3 separate regions of the Mus musculus genome follow, and all the other regions are linked to region 1. A link is a contact called in public Hi-C and HiChIP or PLAC-seq data. All regions are on one chromosome and are shown on one strand. Each heading gives the region's core, a stretch centred on a gene start, on an enhancer-like site or on the middle of the called end of the contact. The rest is flanking DNA. Distances are from core to core; before and after follow the strand shown. Region 1 has its middle 44 kb from the start of Otulinl. Region 2 overlaps Trio (triple functional domain (PTPRF interacting)). Region 3 overlaps Trio (triple functional domain (PTPRF interacting)).

Region 1 (5,134 bases), core at 1,323-3,822:
ATCTTACTGTATTTTATTTTGCTATATTTTTTGAATGAACAAATGAATGAATGAATGAATGAATGAACGAATGAATAAAAACCTAGCCACTAGGGTAAAAGTTAACAATTGAACTGTAACTTATGCTTGCTGGGAGAGAGAAATCAGTTTTCCTCAATAGAGTGACAGAGAGTATATCAAGTATACCAGGAGAGGAAGGCCTCATGTTCAGGAGTAGTTGAGTAATAGACTCCACAAGTTTTTCTTTTAGGTGTGTGTGTATGTGTGAGTGTGTGTGTGTGTGCATGCAAGTGTGTGTGAGCGAGTATGTGTGCGTGTGCTTTTATTTGGTCACAATTTGATGAGATGAGTTTTGTTTTTGTCTTTGTTTTTGTTTGGGGTGTGTTTTTTTATTCCTTAGCTTGGGGCGGGCGGGGGGGGGTCGTACTGAACTTTTAAGGAAAACTTAAAGATGGGTTGGTAGGGAGGGGAGAGGATCGGGGGAAGGAAAAGAATGTGATTATAATATGTTTAAACTTAAAAATTGTTTTAAATAATAAAAAGAAAATGCTAACATAAAAGAGATAATTAAAACTTGCACGGCGGTGCCCATCCATACCTGCCTTTTTGTGTGGGGGAATCCAAACTTTGGTCCTCACACTTCCACACAGGGACTTTATCCGCTGAGCCATCTCCTTCCTCTCAAGAGGGCTGTTTTGAAGATAGACCTAGAACGTGGAGAGCTGGGGACACAGAGGACAGACAGTGTTGCTGAGGTTTCTGGCTGAAGATGACAGTGAGGGGTTGACATGTGGGTGGAGGAGAGCTGTGAAGTGCACATAGAGTTAATTAGTTATCCAGAAGTCAGGGAACCATGCTGGGGACAGAGCTAGGAGCTGTCAGCGTGGAGCTGGTGTGACAGGCTGGGCGTGGCCTCTTAGGAGTGATTAGCGTCCTAATCTTTAGAACCAATGAACTCTACCGGTTCTGCCTAGGAGGAAGTGATTAAGGATCTTGAGATGGAGGGAATTTCTGGATTATCCAGATGATCCTAAAGGGGATGACCCAAAAAGGGAGGCAGGGGCAGATTCGACTAGATGCAGGCAATGAGAAAATGGGACAAAGAAAGACGTGGAAGTGCTGGCCCTGAGGTTGGAAGGGATCACACATCAAGTCTGCATCAAGAATGCAGAAGGAGCAGAATTCTCCCATTGGACCTCAGAAGACTGACGGGGGAGGGGTGTTCTCAGGCACCTCTCCTCCTGCCTCCAATCCTGACCCTGGATACTGGCCCCTGTGAAAGCACGGATTTTGTGATAGCTTGTATCACTGTCGCACAGAATGGGATACAGTAACTGAGGTGGCTCAAGGGAAACTTGTGGGAAGAGGAGGTGCCTCAGAGAAACCAGGTCAGGCCACAGTTCAGGCAAGTGAGGGTGGGGTCTGCTCACCGCTCCTTTATGCCTCCTGTTTGTCTGCTCAGCCATAAAAACTGAAACAGGAAATCGAGGTCCTCTGACTTCCTGTCTTCTTTGGTGAGCTCTGGCGAAAATCCATTGTGTAGGAGGGTCTTGTACTACAAGATGGTTTCCGTGTTTGAAAAAAACAAAAACCAAAAAACCCCTAGATGCTTTGTATCTTTTCTCTCTTGGTGTAAACAATGAAAAGTCAGGATGGAAATGGGCCCCGTGCATCCTAAGCAGTTCCCCAGCTATCAGCCCAGTGTGTCTCCCGCCCTGCTTCCTACCAGGCATTCTGACACAGTCGTTGCTATTTGAGCTCCTTAACAGGAATAAGTGGAGTCATAAAGAACCGGTGGGTAGACCCCACCGGAGGAAGAGGCTCTCAGCTTTCAATAGCAGTGCAAAGTGTGTTTCCTCTAATGCTGGTGCTGACATCAGCTTGCTATACTCTGTTCTTTTCCTTGAACATTCACAAGAGCCTTTGAATGCCAAACCTGTATCTTGCACTAGGAGGTAGATGAGAGGAGCTTGACAGACCTGAACAGAAGCCCTGAGCTGAGCTGCCAGCAGAGGAGCGACAGACAGAGCAAAAGATAACACTGTAACGCTCCTGAATGGTGAAGAAGAAATGGTATCAGGAGAGATAGCTGAGGAAGCAAATCCTGTCAGATCCAGTCTCCCAAGAGTCCCGCCCTCTATAGCAAACCACAGACCCAATGGTGTGATGCCTGCTTCCTCTCTGGAGGTTCTGCTTCTCTTCAAGGCCCAGCTCAACTGTTGTCTCAGACCTCTGTGAGACAGTCCTTTGTACTGTCTGTTTTAGCAATCATTTAAGTCCGTTGTCTTCTTCTCCCTCCTTCCAGATCCTTTTCAAGATCAGAGGCAACGAGTCCCCATGCATGTGTCCTCACTGTGTACTGTGTGCAGTAATCATGGTGCTCACTGGCCTGTCTAGTCTCTCATTTCCTGTCTGTCATCATTATGCTCTGGGTATTATGAGCAAGTGTTAATGGCTAAGTAGGATTTCTATATGAAATAAGTCTCCAGAAGTTACCAGATAGCAGATGATTGCAGAGCTTAACTTCTGACACTCACCACTGTAGTGCCTACTGTGAAAAGAAAACCAAGCAGGTCACGTGTCTTAGGAAGTAGATGTCATATAACCCTAAAGCTATGAAGCTTCAAGAGCGAGTCTGATCCTAGACTTCAGCGTCTGGGAGGACAGAGTTCACATTCTCTTTCCTTCTCCTGTTGACTCCAACAAACAGCCCTGGGCTTTGTCTGTGAAGAGTGCAGGAAATCTCTGCAAAGTGAGGAGAAGATGCAGAGTACCCAGAGACCTCAGGTCTTCGAGATTTCTTTTTGTGGCATCTGCCCATACTTGGAGCTGAAGTAGCCAGCAGCCTGGAAGTGACAACTGGTGGAGACCAAAGGACCCCACAAAGCCTGCGCCTGCACTAAGGATGAGGCCCAACTGCTAAGGAGTTTTCAGGCAACGGCTGAGTGGCTACCCTTCTCTGGCAACACATCAAAGCAGAAAGTGCAGTTTCAACACAACAAGTAGACAAATGCAGAGCCACAACTTTACCCCTGCCCTGCCTGAATGAGGCACGAAATCCCTGATTGTGCTTGACGATGCCAAGTGGGGAGCCAGTACAAGCAGCCTATATTCTTTGCTTGACTCAAGAGGGACATTAGGAATGGGCAAAGCATCGCTCGTGCCGACATCACCAGCTCATTTTGGTGTGTCGCTAGCTCTTTGTGTTTCTAGGTTTAGGCAATGAGGTTAACCAGACTCTCTTGCTCAATTCAAAACAGAAATCACGATGAGAGAAGCAATAGCATCCAAATGAGGCTTTACTGGGTGTTGTACTCACGAAGGGGACTCCAAGGAAGAGTTACTTGGGCCCCCATAGGATGTGAAGGGCAGATCCTACACAGACAGGAAGTAGACGCTGGTACAGAGGTGGAGCTAGCTGTTGCAGAAGGCCCCGGGATTTCTGCACAGCTCTCTTCAATTTTTTGTTTTTAGCACTGAGTTTTGCAGTTGGCAGAGAGATGTAGTGTACTTGTGCCTTGGGTTCCTCTGTGCTTGGCTGGTAAGAGACAGCTCAGGTGCCAACCGAGGAAGTCCTTCATGGCTAAAGTGCAGACATACTGTACTTGCGACTGACTGCAAGGAAGCTGGGGAAGGGCTCAGAGACTCCTGAGCCTGGTAATTGGTAGAAACACTTCCTTGAAACCCGTTTGCTTTTGGTTGGGAACCCCGGTGGGAGAAGAATTGGACTTTCTTGCTGTGGCTCAGTACCACTCTGCCAGGCAGAGTGTCTGCTCTTACTGGTACCAGAGAAGACTGTGGGGGGAGCTTATAGTTTTGATTCCACCCACCCACAACAGCACATCCATCCTCTCTAATGACAGAGTAGCACCAGAGGAGGCTTGGTGCAGTTACCCTTTGCATCATCACTTGGCGGTCCTATAACAATCTTCACCCTCTATGGTACTAGGAGCCTAGTAAGAGTCTGCCCTTTCCTGCTGAAGTGGTGTCTGAGAAAGCCGATTAAATCAGGTTTCTATAAGAATACTACAATCTAATGCCCCAAACCTCCCCATTTAAAAGTAAAATAATTCAACCAGAAGAATCCCAACTGAAATAAAAAGATGAACAGTCAATACCAACACTGAGTTAGGCATGTGAGATTTTTCTGACAAAAATCTTTAGGCAGCCACACTAAAAAAAAAAAAAAAAAAAAAAAATCCTGCAATGAAAAATTATGAGTGTGGCTGAGAGAAATGAATAGAAAACTTAAGCAAGAAAATAGCTATAAAGGAAACTCAAATAAAATTTTAGAACTTAAAATATAACAAACTCAATAGATGTACTTAACAGAAAATTGTAGGAGGCAGAAGAGATAAAAATGAGTGACAGCTGATTTGTCACTGGAAGCCATGAAGGCCTGTAGGAAGTGGCATGGTATTTTCCAAGTGCTAAAGAAAGACTGTCAAAATTGAGCAAGAATGTTGTTAAAAATCAAGGGATAATAAAGATATTTTTCCAGGAAGGAAAACTTTAAGGATTATTGTCATCAGAATGCCCCTCAATGACAGATGACATGTATCCTTCTAAGTAGAAAGGATATAGGAAGAGATCTAGGGAACCAAATAGGAAGAACAGACAAGGGAGAGAATAAAAGCATCTATAATTACTGTGATGGTTTGTATATGCTCGGCCCAGGGAGTGGTACTATTAGAGGGTATGGTCCTGTTGGAGTAGATGTGTCACTGTGGGTGTGGGCTTTAAGAGCCTTGTGCTAGATGCCTGGGAGCCAGTATTCTGCTAGCAGCCTTCAGATGAAGATGTACAATTCTCAGCTCCTCCTGCACCATGCCTGCCTGGATGCTGTCATGCTCCCACCTTGATAATGGACTGAATCTCTGAACCTGTAAGCCAGCCCCAATTAAATGTTGTCCTTATAAGAGTTGCCTTGGTCATGGTGTCTGTTCACAGCAGTAAACACTAACTAGAGTTGCATTGGTCACAGTGTCTGTTCACAGCTAACTAAGACAATTACCCTTTCCTTTTCATTAGTTTTTAAACCGTGTTTGATTGTTGCAAATAGACAAGTGAGAAGGATGACATCATAGCTCCCAATGTAGAGATGAGACATTCAAAGCAACCGCCACTGGGAGAG
Region 2 (5,134 bases), core at 1,798-4,297, 200 kb after region 1:
CAAAAATGTTAAATAGTAAGCTGGTAGCTGCTCTTACTGACGAGCCTTGGTGGTAATTACCGAATTTTACTCATTAGGTAATTGGCAGAGCTCCGGAACACAAAGGGCAGGAGATAAAACTCCACATCTGTGCGGTGGCCCCGCCCTCGCACTGCCGGCAGAGAGGGTGACGTCACCCTGTCTGAGCAAGCCGCTCCAGCGCAGAGCCTGCAGGATGCTGCTCCACTGCAGGGAGGCAGTGCTAGCGAGGTGTGTGTGGTGGGGGTGGGGTGGCCGTGTAAAGCTCACGCCAGTGTCACAGGAAGGAAGTGTTTTAATGGATCGGAATCTTCTGTGAATGCATTTAATTATGGAAGAATGTTAGAGAACAAAGGTTACATTTTCACCAGAATGCTTACTAAGATATAAAAAAATGCAAGCACAATCAACTGATGCTTATGTCATTTTTTACAAAATTATATGACCCCAGATTGGACACGAGGATGAATCACATGCACCGGGAATGTAGATGTGTCCACAAACCACCACATGGAAATAACGACAAAGCGGATTCTAATGTTTAGTAATAACCACCTGATTGGCTAACTCATCCTGTCTTATTAGTGACAGCCTATAACAGCACACAGTTAAGAAGAGCACAAGCTTTACTGACTCAAGGAAACGTCAACATATAGCTCTGGCTTTTCATTTCTTACCCACAAAGTATACAGGACAAGCTGAACTGCCAAAGGATGAAAGGCTTGTTAAGAGTATTACAAATGCCTTAAACGAACGAAGAAATCAGTAGACTTTGTTGATGTTTTAACTATGCATTAATGGTACATTGGAAGTTAATTCATAATATATAATAGGCCAGTTGTCCAAAGGCATTATATTGTATAACGGCTATTATTATATAGTGGTTATTATTATAAAAGGGGTTCCAGCTTCTTCTAGTTTCATAAAATAAAAAGGAAATATGGCCAAGGGCACCCTTAATCTTCTGATCCCAGACCAACAAAGAAGCAAACAGAGAAATTGCATTTCTCTGACTAAGTGATTCAAAATAAATCACATGGGCAACCTGTCCCCCCCCCCCCCATCTCCCTGTGCCTCTGTCTGTCTGTCTGTCTCTTTCTCTGTGTCTCTCTGTGTGCATGTGTGCTATAAAGCCTGACAGCAGACGCCACCCTAATTACATATGTGCCTCTCACTTATGCATACATGCACACATGGTTCAGTAAAGCCAACCTGATCCACAGACTGCTTTGCAGAAGAGCCCGGGGAATTGACCCAGAGCGATAAAACTCGATCCCTGAGCTATGTGAATGGATACCAGCCCAACCAAGATTGATTGTTAAGAGAAATCCTGATCCATTATCACATCAAGCATTTCATTCATTTAAATAGCCTCGCCTGGCTCCCCTTGCCTTCCACCCCACCGTGGAATTCCCGCAGGTGGCCTTGCTGTATCTGCAGCCTCCTAATCAGTGGTCAGTAGTCCTTCTGACCCCACCACTCGCCTTGAAATCGGCTTCTAGCTCACACCTCCTTCTACTGCTCTCCATAAGTTTTCCACGATGCCCCTCTGTGGCTTCTTGATGCCTTCCCGTAAGACACACACTCCCTGACATGACATAATCCTTCAGATGTGACATCTGCCTCCTGTGCAGCCTCGCTCGCTTGCCAATACTTATTCTCTCCCCAGGCGAAAATGAAAGAATCCCAACCAGACAGACGCTCAACTTCTGACCCTTTGAACTCCTACACGCATCACCAAAAACCCACTCCCATCATTCCTGTTCCCAGAAATACGTGTGCACACTGCACACACTGGGAACCCTAATACTGGATACATAACCCACTCAGCGCCTGTAGCACTCAAGCCTTTGCCACATCCTGGAAATGACCTAAATACTGGTCACAGTCACTGGGCACTGTGTCCCACCGTATGGGGAGCACGGCAGAAAACCCCAAGCAGCCATTTAACCCTAGGAAAACAACACCCTTTGCAGCTGGCAAACCTCACCACCAGTCTACAACTGGGCTCCTGAGTACAGTTCACAAAAACACAGAACTAACCATATTCTAAAGTTGCCAACCTGCTCACAATGGCCAGGCACTAAAAGTGACTGGTTCTCTTGCTGTCTCGTGTACTTAACGACGAGTCCTTCATTTGTAGTTTAAGATAGGAAAAGGTTTTACTTTGGGGTTGTTGCAATGTAATTAAAACATTATTTTCTGCCCTAATCACTGTTGGTCTCACCTCTGATGAAGGAAGGAAGGGTGGAGCATACGAAGGGAGAATGCTTAGGAGGAGGCTCATTTCTGCACTTTCACTGCAGAGAGGGGGGGGGGGGGAGCAGGAGCAGGAAGTGTGCAGGCATCAGAGGCCTGCTTCTCTGCAGTTAGCAGGGTTCACCCAAAAACAGTTGCAAGGAAATGCTTTAGTCATGAGACTTTGTGACCAGCCTGGGCTTGAGGGAACGAAGCTACGTCAACTCCACACAACTCCAGACAGAACTTCTTTGTTTTACATGTCAGCACATATGTGTCCCAAGTCCCCGAGTCCCAGAGGGCTCAAGTGGAACAGCTGACAGAACGAATCTCGGGGTTTCTGCCATATGTTTTCTGCAACAGGAACGGAACACAACTTAAACTTCTGTGAGTGCGAGGTGTGGCCAACAGGCTTGCTTCGGTCGTGTCCGCCTGCCTGTTGGTGACCATTACTAGGAAAGACAGGAAACAAATAAGGAGAACCAAGGCTTCTGAGACTTCAGATGCCACGGGACAAAGGACTTGATCCCAGCAATGAGCACCGGTTTGGATTTAAGCTCCAAATCTTATTACCTTACACATTAGTAAATCTTACGGATTATTATAGTTGATCGCCACACCAGTGTCCCTGACCCCTACGTTGGCTCCTGCCCACTTCTTTTGCTTGCTTGTAGTTCGAGACAGGGTCTCTCTTTGTAGGTCTGGCTATCCTCGAACCACCAACAAGACTTCTAGCTTCTCTAACATGTAAACTGTCAATTCAGCCCCTGTGACCTGGGTTGTGGCTGGGGACTTCCTTCCTGCAGGGGACTTCCCCGGGCTTCAGGGGCCCTGCCTATCTTGTCAGCCTCTGCTTTTACTACTCAAGGCTGAGAGTCTTAATAAGTAATCAATTAATTTGAGTGGCCACGAGTTACATCTAAACAATACTTAAATCATTATCTTGTTTATACATAAACCAAAGTTGCTAAATATTCAGCAAAATTAGGATATTGTAGGTCTGTCTGTTACAAATACACTCCAGTAAGTCACGGACCCTTAAATGTGTCAATGAGGTAAAGGCTTCATGGATTTAATTCCAACATGAAACTCACTAGAAGGGCGTATCTTTAATGAGATCCAAGAATGTGGCAGAACTTTGTAGTAGCCAGTTCCCCGATGGAGCCTCGAGCTGTTTGGTTCACTTGGCGCTCGTGTTCAGACAGAACTTTTACACACACTGATCTGCTAAGCCCTGGGGATTCCCCAACCTGCACAGTCCCTGTTTGAAGACGCTTATCGTCGAATAGAGAACAAAACATGCACGAGAGCAGAGAACAGCCTCGACTCCACTCCCAGGCGGGTCCGTCTGACAGGTGCGCATCTGGGCACGCGCTGCTGTTACTGATCTGAGGTGGGGAGGCTGTGATTAGCTGGACAATCTTAACTACCACCCGTTCCCACCCAAGCACTGCATCGTCGCTGGCATGGAAATAAACCCCAGACGACCAAGGCAAGACCCGGAACATGGAGGCCCAAGACACAGCTGACATTGTCCTTCCGTGCTTCAGCCACCCTACTTGCCTTGACAGTTCTGTCCCTGTTTTCTTAGTGTGCGCTGCAGTTCATCTGTGCTGAGGGACCAGTCACAATCAAGGTGGGCCATCCAGGTAATTTCTGGTGGGGGGGGGGGGGGTGGTGGGGCGTGGCAGGGGATGTGGAATCGTGTAAGAAACCTAGGGAGGACAACTCATGCTTCATAACTTGTTTGATTTTAGGTTGAATTCTAAACAGTCAAGTCTGACATTTTCTTCCAGGTCCTTCTATGTGGTGGAAGATGTGACTGCTGAAGAAACACTAGCCCTGACGCGATCCTACAGGCTAATGGCTTCCTGTCCAAGAAACAGGACCAGCATAACTTTGCTCATGGGTAATGAACCTGTCCAGCTGCCTCAAGATTATAGCTTTATCCCAATGTGGGCGGCATACGGCCTTGAAAGCTAAAGCCATTAATTTACTCAACACTTAACCAGGCCTGGTGCCCTGCCCTACGCCCATTTCAGAGCAGGGAAAATCACATCAGACAGGCCTGGGTGACTTCCTTTCCTGCTGGATCCTGGTAAGAGGGTAAGACACTACAGAGTATGGCGGCTGAGGAAAACCTGCTCAAGTTAACAAGAGAGAGAACACCATTTCCCTTCTCTATCCACCACCTCAACCCACCATCCCCTCATCTCCTGCAACTGCGACTGCACCTCAAATCCTCTTTCCACGCTTAGAAAAGGAAGGGCTTTTTAAAGACAGAATAAAATATGGCCGTTAAGTAAAAAAGATCTAGTAACATTCAAGGGAAATAACTGCCTTCATTGACTGCTCTCCACAGTATACATTGAGGCAGGGTCTCACACTTGAACACAACATTCTCCTGGTTACCCTAACCTAGTGACCTGCCCCAGGGAATCCCTTCATGGCCATCAGTATTCATGTGGATACCAGGTATCTTATTACGGCTAGTCCTTACACTGAGGGGCAAGACTTCATCCACTGAGCTATCTTCCTTTGCATAAGAGTGGACCACATGTGGAAGAACTGGCCTCCCTCTTGGTATCATGAAGCATCTTCACTGGTCCAAAGGAAGATGCATGCTGGGTGCAAAGGCCAGCAGAGATGGGAGGAGAGGAGGGGTGCGACTCTAAGCATCCTTTGCCTGAGGACTCAGGTAAGCCTTGGGATATGACCATCCTGCCCACAGTGCATCACCTTCCTAGACTCTCTGGGGATGCTGGAACTTAGTAAGTCAAAGCCAGGACAGGCTCCACACAAGCTTGCCCATGGTGCTCTGCGGCCCCCTCAGAGCAGGGCTAGACTCTGGGCAGTTGTGGTAACTGTCCTGACTTGA
Region 3 (5,134 bases), core at 1,923-4,422, 130 kb after region 1:
GTCTCAACAGGGACCTGGAGGCCAAGCCTTGGAGAGCACTGAAGCGGGCTGACAACCTCCGCCAGTATGGAGGACTGATGCACTTCTTGTTAACTGAGGATAACAATAAGAGGCGTAGAGAGAAGTTTCTTTTATGGATAACAGAGCTGGAGTCTGGACAAGCAGCTAGCTGGAAGTGCCTGCTGGAGGACTCTGCCATCTCCACAGCCACCAAGCAAGGTGAGGCTAATGTGCAGGCAGGATCAGCTCACATAGGACCTCCCTAGAGCTAAGAGGACCCAGGGCAGTCTGTTGGGCCCTTGTCTCCTCTGTACCAGTCTCCAAGCCTCTGGTGGCACCTCAGGGCCTAGCCAGGGTGTGTACCCCATAGGTACTGTGGGTGAGCTCTAACTCAGGAGAGGCAGTGAGCGAGTCCCACGATAATGCACTGCCAGATGCCTGCAGTCACAGGCTAGACCTGAGAGGTTCAGAGATGCTGAGTGAGACAGACCCCTCAAGTCACAGGCTAGACCCGAGTGGCCCAGAGGTGCTATGACAGACTCCTACAGTCACAGGCTAGACCTTGGCAGTCCAGAGGTCCTGAGTGAAGAAGACTCATGTGGCAATCCTGACTGCCGGGTGTATAAACAGCCAGGCACTAGGACATGAGCCTCATGCAAGCTTTAAAGTTTTAGGAAGTTCTTCTCGAAGTGTCTGACAGATCAGTCACGCTCGCTCATTCAGACTAAGTCTGCTCCATGACATCAAGCAGGAAAGATCTTTCTCTGCAGAGCACAGAGCCACCTCCCCCTTTTGCAGAATGAAGATGAAAGAAGCGCATGTCTTTCTTCTCTGTACGCATCAAATATAAAAGTACACTTTTGGTAGAAATTATAGAAAAATCAGAGGGTATATTCGTGGGGGTCGATTTCTATTCCTTAAAATACAAGGGCTGCAGTCAGCCCCTTTATTCAGAGAGAAAACAGAAGATGGAGGGACTTGTGAGGGGAGGAAGAGGCTCTCCCACCTTACAGGCTGTTTTCTCTCTACAAGGGGAGAGTGCAGTGCCATCCTGCACTGCTCAAGCAGGGCTGATCTGCCCCTGGGGAACGCGATAGCCGACTCCTGGTCAGGGAGGCCCCTTCTTCATCCCTGCACCGTGGCCTCACACCCTTCTGTCTTGTTACCTGCTGCTTCCTTTTGCCCAAGAGCTTCGCTTGCCCCTGGTACTCCATACACTCTGTCCTTGCTGCCTGCACTGTCCCCCTGGTCTTCTCCCTGGCCCCCTGCAGTCTCCCACCCAGAGTGCAGAGCTGACCACCGGGCCTCCCCAATGGCCAAGGAAGTGTCTGTTCTTCCTTGTGTCTCACCCCTCTCCTTGCTTGGTAGAGGCGCAGGAGTGGAGGACACAGGAAGGCATCCAGGGACAGGGCTCCAGGGCAGGGGCTGGCCACTTACATCGATGGCATCCCGCTCGAAGATGCGCAGCTGCAGGAAGAGCTCCAGCTTGATCTTGCGCTCCTGGAAGAGCTCCTCCATCTGGGACTGAGCCTCGTCCAGCTGCTGTAGCACCGTCTCGATGTGGTTGATGGAACTGTTGTGCGGAGTTTTGTTACTGGAGATGGCGGAGTCCCTGTGCGGGTGAAGAAGGAGACGGGACTTCAATGAGACAAACAGGAATTGAATAAGAAAGTCTCACATTGTTAGACACCAGATCCGGCAACGCAAATCTTCAGGGGAAGAAGGCTGGCAGGAAGCTGGACTTTGTCTCAGAAAAGGGAAGACGCTGTCCTCTAGCAAAACACCGCCAGCCCCTTCCTCTGGGCGGCTTGTCCCACCATGCCTGAGGCTGCAGAGCCACGGCTGTGTTCCTCCCAGCTGAGCTCTGCATGGCTCTCTCACAGAAATCAACTATCACAGAAAACCACCTTAATAGAGAGAACAGCTGGTGCCCAGTCACTGCAGTGGTCCTCCTCCTCCTCCTCCCTCCTCCTCTTCCTCCTCCTCCTCCTCCTCCTCCTCCTCCTCCTCCTCCTCCTCCTCCTCCCCGGGAGGTTAACTTCTAATCAATCAATGAAACCCTGACTAAGTAACATCTCCCTCTCTTAGGGAAGGGGAAAAATCATGTAACACTACTGAGTCAGTGACTCTTCTTCAGCTGATGTGTGAGTTCGGAGCAGGGGGCTACCCTTAAGTGTGTGTCTGCCCCCCCAGTGCCCCCACCCTGTGACTCAATAAAAGGAATTTTCAAATCTGCCTCCAAAGGAAACAAAGGCAAGCTGGCCCTGCCTCCTGCCCAGAGGAACGGAAGGATGTCACCTCCAGGCAGGTTGAGGGGACCAGAGGACGTGATCTTAGAAGAGATTCAACCTCATCCTTTTTAAGGAAGTCTTAGTAAGGTGATGCTGAAGTAATGCTAACAGAGTCAAATTCCCACAGTTGTTAGTGTTAAGACAGACAATTACGCAGCTGAAAAACTAACGGGGTTTGGGGGTGGGGATGAGGAGAAAACTCTCCCTGGCCTTCTGGAGAGGACACTGGAACTATTTGTTCAAGGACTGATAAAGGCAGGAACCTGCTGTGCAGCTCTGGATCTGCGAGGGACCAGGTGGGGGTGGGGGTGGAGGGGGGTTGAGGCCCACCTCAGCTGCTGGATGAGGTCTTCTCCTTCCTTGATCACGTTGACAGTCACCTGCAGGGTGGTCTGCTGCTGCTGGCCGAATCGCTTGATGAGGTCCTGCACGGCCTCCACCGACTCGGCGTACACGTCGTCCAGCAGTTCCTTCTGTAACTCCTCCAGCCATGTCCAGAGCTGCAGACAGACAGACGGCAGAGGGCACTGTGAGTGAGGGCTGCAGACACCAGGCCACTCACATGGGGAAGAGGATGGTGGCGGGCTGCTCCCCGAGAGAGGGAAGGAAGAAAGAAAGGAAGGAAGGAAGAAGGGGGAGGGAAAAGGAGAGAGAGCGTCCTGAAGAGTCCAGCAACTAGTGGGACACATGCAGAGAGAGCGCAACATGCCACTGCAGTGTGGGGCAAAAATAAACCGGCAGCGTGGCGGAAGAGGCTGTCACCGGGGAGAAAAAGGAAAGGGAAGAGAAGGCACGCTGCCCTTCTGCAGAGGCCCAGTCTGAGCACCGTGGAAACACCGAGTCACTCGGACAACAGGAACATCCGTCATCGAGCACAGAGGCGCTTGCTCAGAGACCTGACTCCTGCTTTGGTCTCAGCAGAGGTACGACACTTCACTATTAAGCCACCAGTCAGACACTGGTGCTTCAGGTCCCTCGAAGCAGAGCAGAGAACACCAGGTTAAACTATTCCCCACCACAGCTGCGTGATGGAGAGGACCGTACCCAGGACCAGCTGCCTGTCACGCAGCGTGTTCATCCTACTATGGGAAGACAGTGTGATCACAGTGGGTCTTGGCTCCTCCCATCTAGGATTTGGAACCTGAATTCTATGTCTATATTTTCCAAAACAGAAGAGCTTAAAACATCAACTCTGTGCCTGCTCATTGGATGGCAAGTACCACATATATAAAATATGTTCTTCCTGTTACAATAGATGTTTTGAATCTGGTAGGCCATTTTAAATAAGAAAAGTGCTGATAAAGTTTTTATTTCTCAGCCAAGTTACCCATGGTGCTACAGGTTAATTTTACTAAAGATATTAAATATCTGTTAACTGTTCTTGCACTGTCTGTCTTTGTGTACACTGTCAAGTTTCATAACACGAGAACTTTACTTATACAGTCTTAAATAAAGGCTGCTTGACTCATCCTGTAGATCAAGGGGAAAGGACCCCGGGTGAAGGAAGCTGGTAACCCTTCCTGAGGCCTACACCATCCTCGGAGGTTTACTGCCAGTAAGGATCTCACCTGTGCTTTCCTTTGTTTCTGCATTCACTCCCTGCGTGCCAGCACAGTGGCTGCACTTACAAATGATAAAAAGGACAAGAGCTTCACGATCCTGAAGATCTGCCAGCTGGCTCTGAGACTCTCTGTGGAAACCACACTTAGCTGCCATAGGTTGTACTGCGCTGTAATTCTAGATATCACTGTACAGCGCTCTATGGGGGTTGCAACCGCACCAGAGTGGAGCTGGACAGCAGTACCACGGTGGTACCACCTGAATCACACATTAGCACTCCAGTGCACAGTAGTACCACAGTGGTACTGTTTAGCCTTAAGGTTTGGAGTAAGGCTGGAGAAACTCTTTAGCAAAGCATAACTGTGGGCCACACACATCAGCTAAATTCTCTATGATGCAGCTTGGTAGGACAGGATCTAAGAAATCTCCATGCTCATGGAGGAATTACCAAGACAACAAGTGAAGGAAGATGCAGTGGAACATCTGTGCAGACAGGTGTGCTCCACAAGCTAAGCACTCTGTAATTAACACAGGATGGATTCAACTTAACGCAATAGACGACAGGAGTCTTCTCAAAGAAACAGAAAGCAAATGCTGCTCCAAGCAATAACCAACCCCTTAGCAAAGTGGACTGCACTGTTCCCCTGATGAGTCCAAGCGTTTAGCCTGCTGTGATGACCAAGTCAGTGGACTTTCCTAAGCTAACAGCTGCCTTCCACCAGACCAGTGGCACTGCGAGGGTGGTTGGCTAACCAAACACAGAACTCACCCACTGGGTTCCAATGACAGATACACTTGATCATGGCACTACCAGAGCCCTCTGCCCTCCCAAGATAGGTATTTATTAACAATGTGTTTCTTTGCATCTGTACTGATTCTGTTCAAAAGCAATGGAAAGAAGAATCCTTGACTTCCTGTCTCCTAAAATCTCAGCAGTCTCCTGCTTGAGCTCATGAGCTTTGCTCAAGCTGTCCCAGGAAGGCTGTGCACAAGTGAATGGAACAGCCCAGCACGCTGCCACGCCTGCTCCTTTACCTTGCTCAGGGTTCCTCCTGCACACAGGTGTTGATCCCGGCCGGGGCACCTGGTCTGGTCTGGGGAGGGGCTGACAGCTCTCCTCTGACCTTCACTGTAGTGGACTCTAGAAGCTGACTGTGGACTGAGGAGGGAGTGGGGTGCTAATGAGGGGGGGAGCCTCTGCCACATTCCTCTAGTCTGGACAAGTGCTACTGAAAGTAAGTTACAAAGCACTTAGACAATCTTTATGCATTGATAAAGAGCTA

Evidence for each region. A called contact is a pair of places that touch in the nucleus more often than the background predicts. HiChIP or PLAC-seq counts read pairs in DNA pulled down with a chosen protein or histone mark.
Region 2: a contact with region 1 is called in a Hi-C map of CD8 T cells, with 3 times the contacts expected there. The contact joins two enhancer-like sites. A contact is called at or near these places in 1 of 484 Hi-C or Micro-C datasets (CD8 T cells) and 2 of 9 other capture datasets (adipose tissue and liver).
Region 3: an H3K27ac HiChIP or PLAC-seq map of microglia shows a contact between it and region 1, with 2.9 times the contacts expected there. The contact joins two enhancer-like sites. A contact is called at or near these places in 3 of 115 datasets of contacts at active chromatin or transcription factors (bone marrow-derived macrophages, microglia and pancreatic cancer cells) and 3 of 9 other capture datasets (adipose tissue, liver and pancreatic islet).

Annotation. Positions count from the first base shown.
Region 1 is chr15:27,723,044-27,728,177 of GRCm38.p6, forward strand. No RefSeq gene overlaps it. Among named protein-coding and RNA genes, the nearest start is that of Otulinl, 44 kb to the left of the region's middle. Within about 2 kb of position 2,573, at least 119 of the 459 cell types and tissues checked have an H3K27ac peak or open chromatin away from gene starts, as enhancers often do. A contact at or near this core is called in CD8 T cells, adipose tissue, bone marrow-derived macrophages and 1 more, where this site is marked.
Region 2 is chr15:27,923,609-27,928,742 of GRCm38.p6, forward strand. All of the region lies in intron 1 of Trio (triple functional domain (PTPRF interacting)), which reads right to left. Among named protein-coding and RNA genes, the nearest start is that of Gm29975, 69 kb to the right of the region's middle. Within about 2 kb of position 3,048, at least 145 of the 459 cell types and tissues checked have an H3K27ac peak or open chromatin away from gene starts, as enhancers often do. A contact at or near this core is called in CD8 T cells and adipose tissue, where this site is marked.
Region 3 is chr15:27,853,444-27,858,577 of GRCm38.p6, forward strand. It overlaps Trio (triple functional domain (PTPRF interacting)), which reads right to left. Exons shown (of 57, transcript NM_001081302.1): 12 at 2,622-2,791; 13 at 1,438-1,612. Among named protein-coding and RNA genes, the nearest start is that of Gm29975, 140 kb to the right of the region's middle. Within about 2 kb of position 3,173, at least 65 of the 459 cell types and tissues checked have an H3K27ac peak or open chromatin away from gene starts, as enhancers often do. A contact at or near this core is called in bone marrow-derived macrophages and microglia, where this site is marked.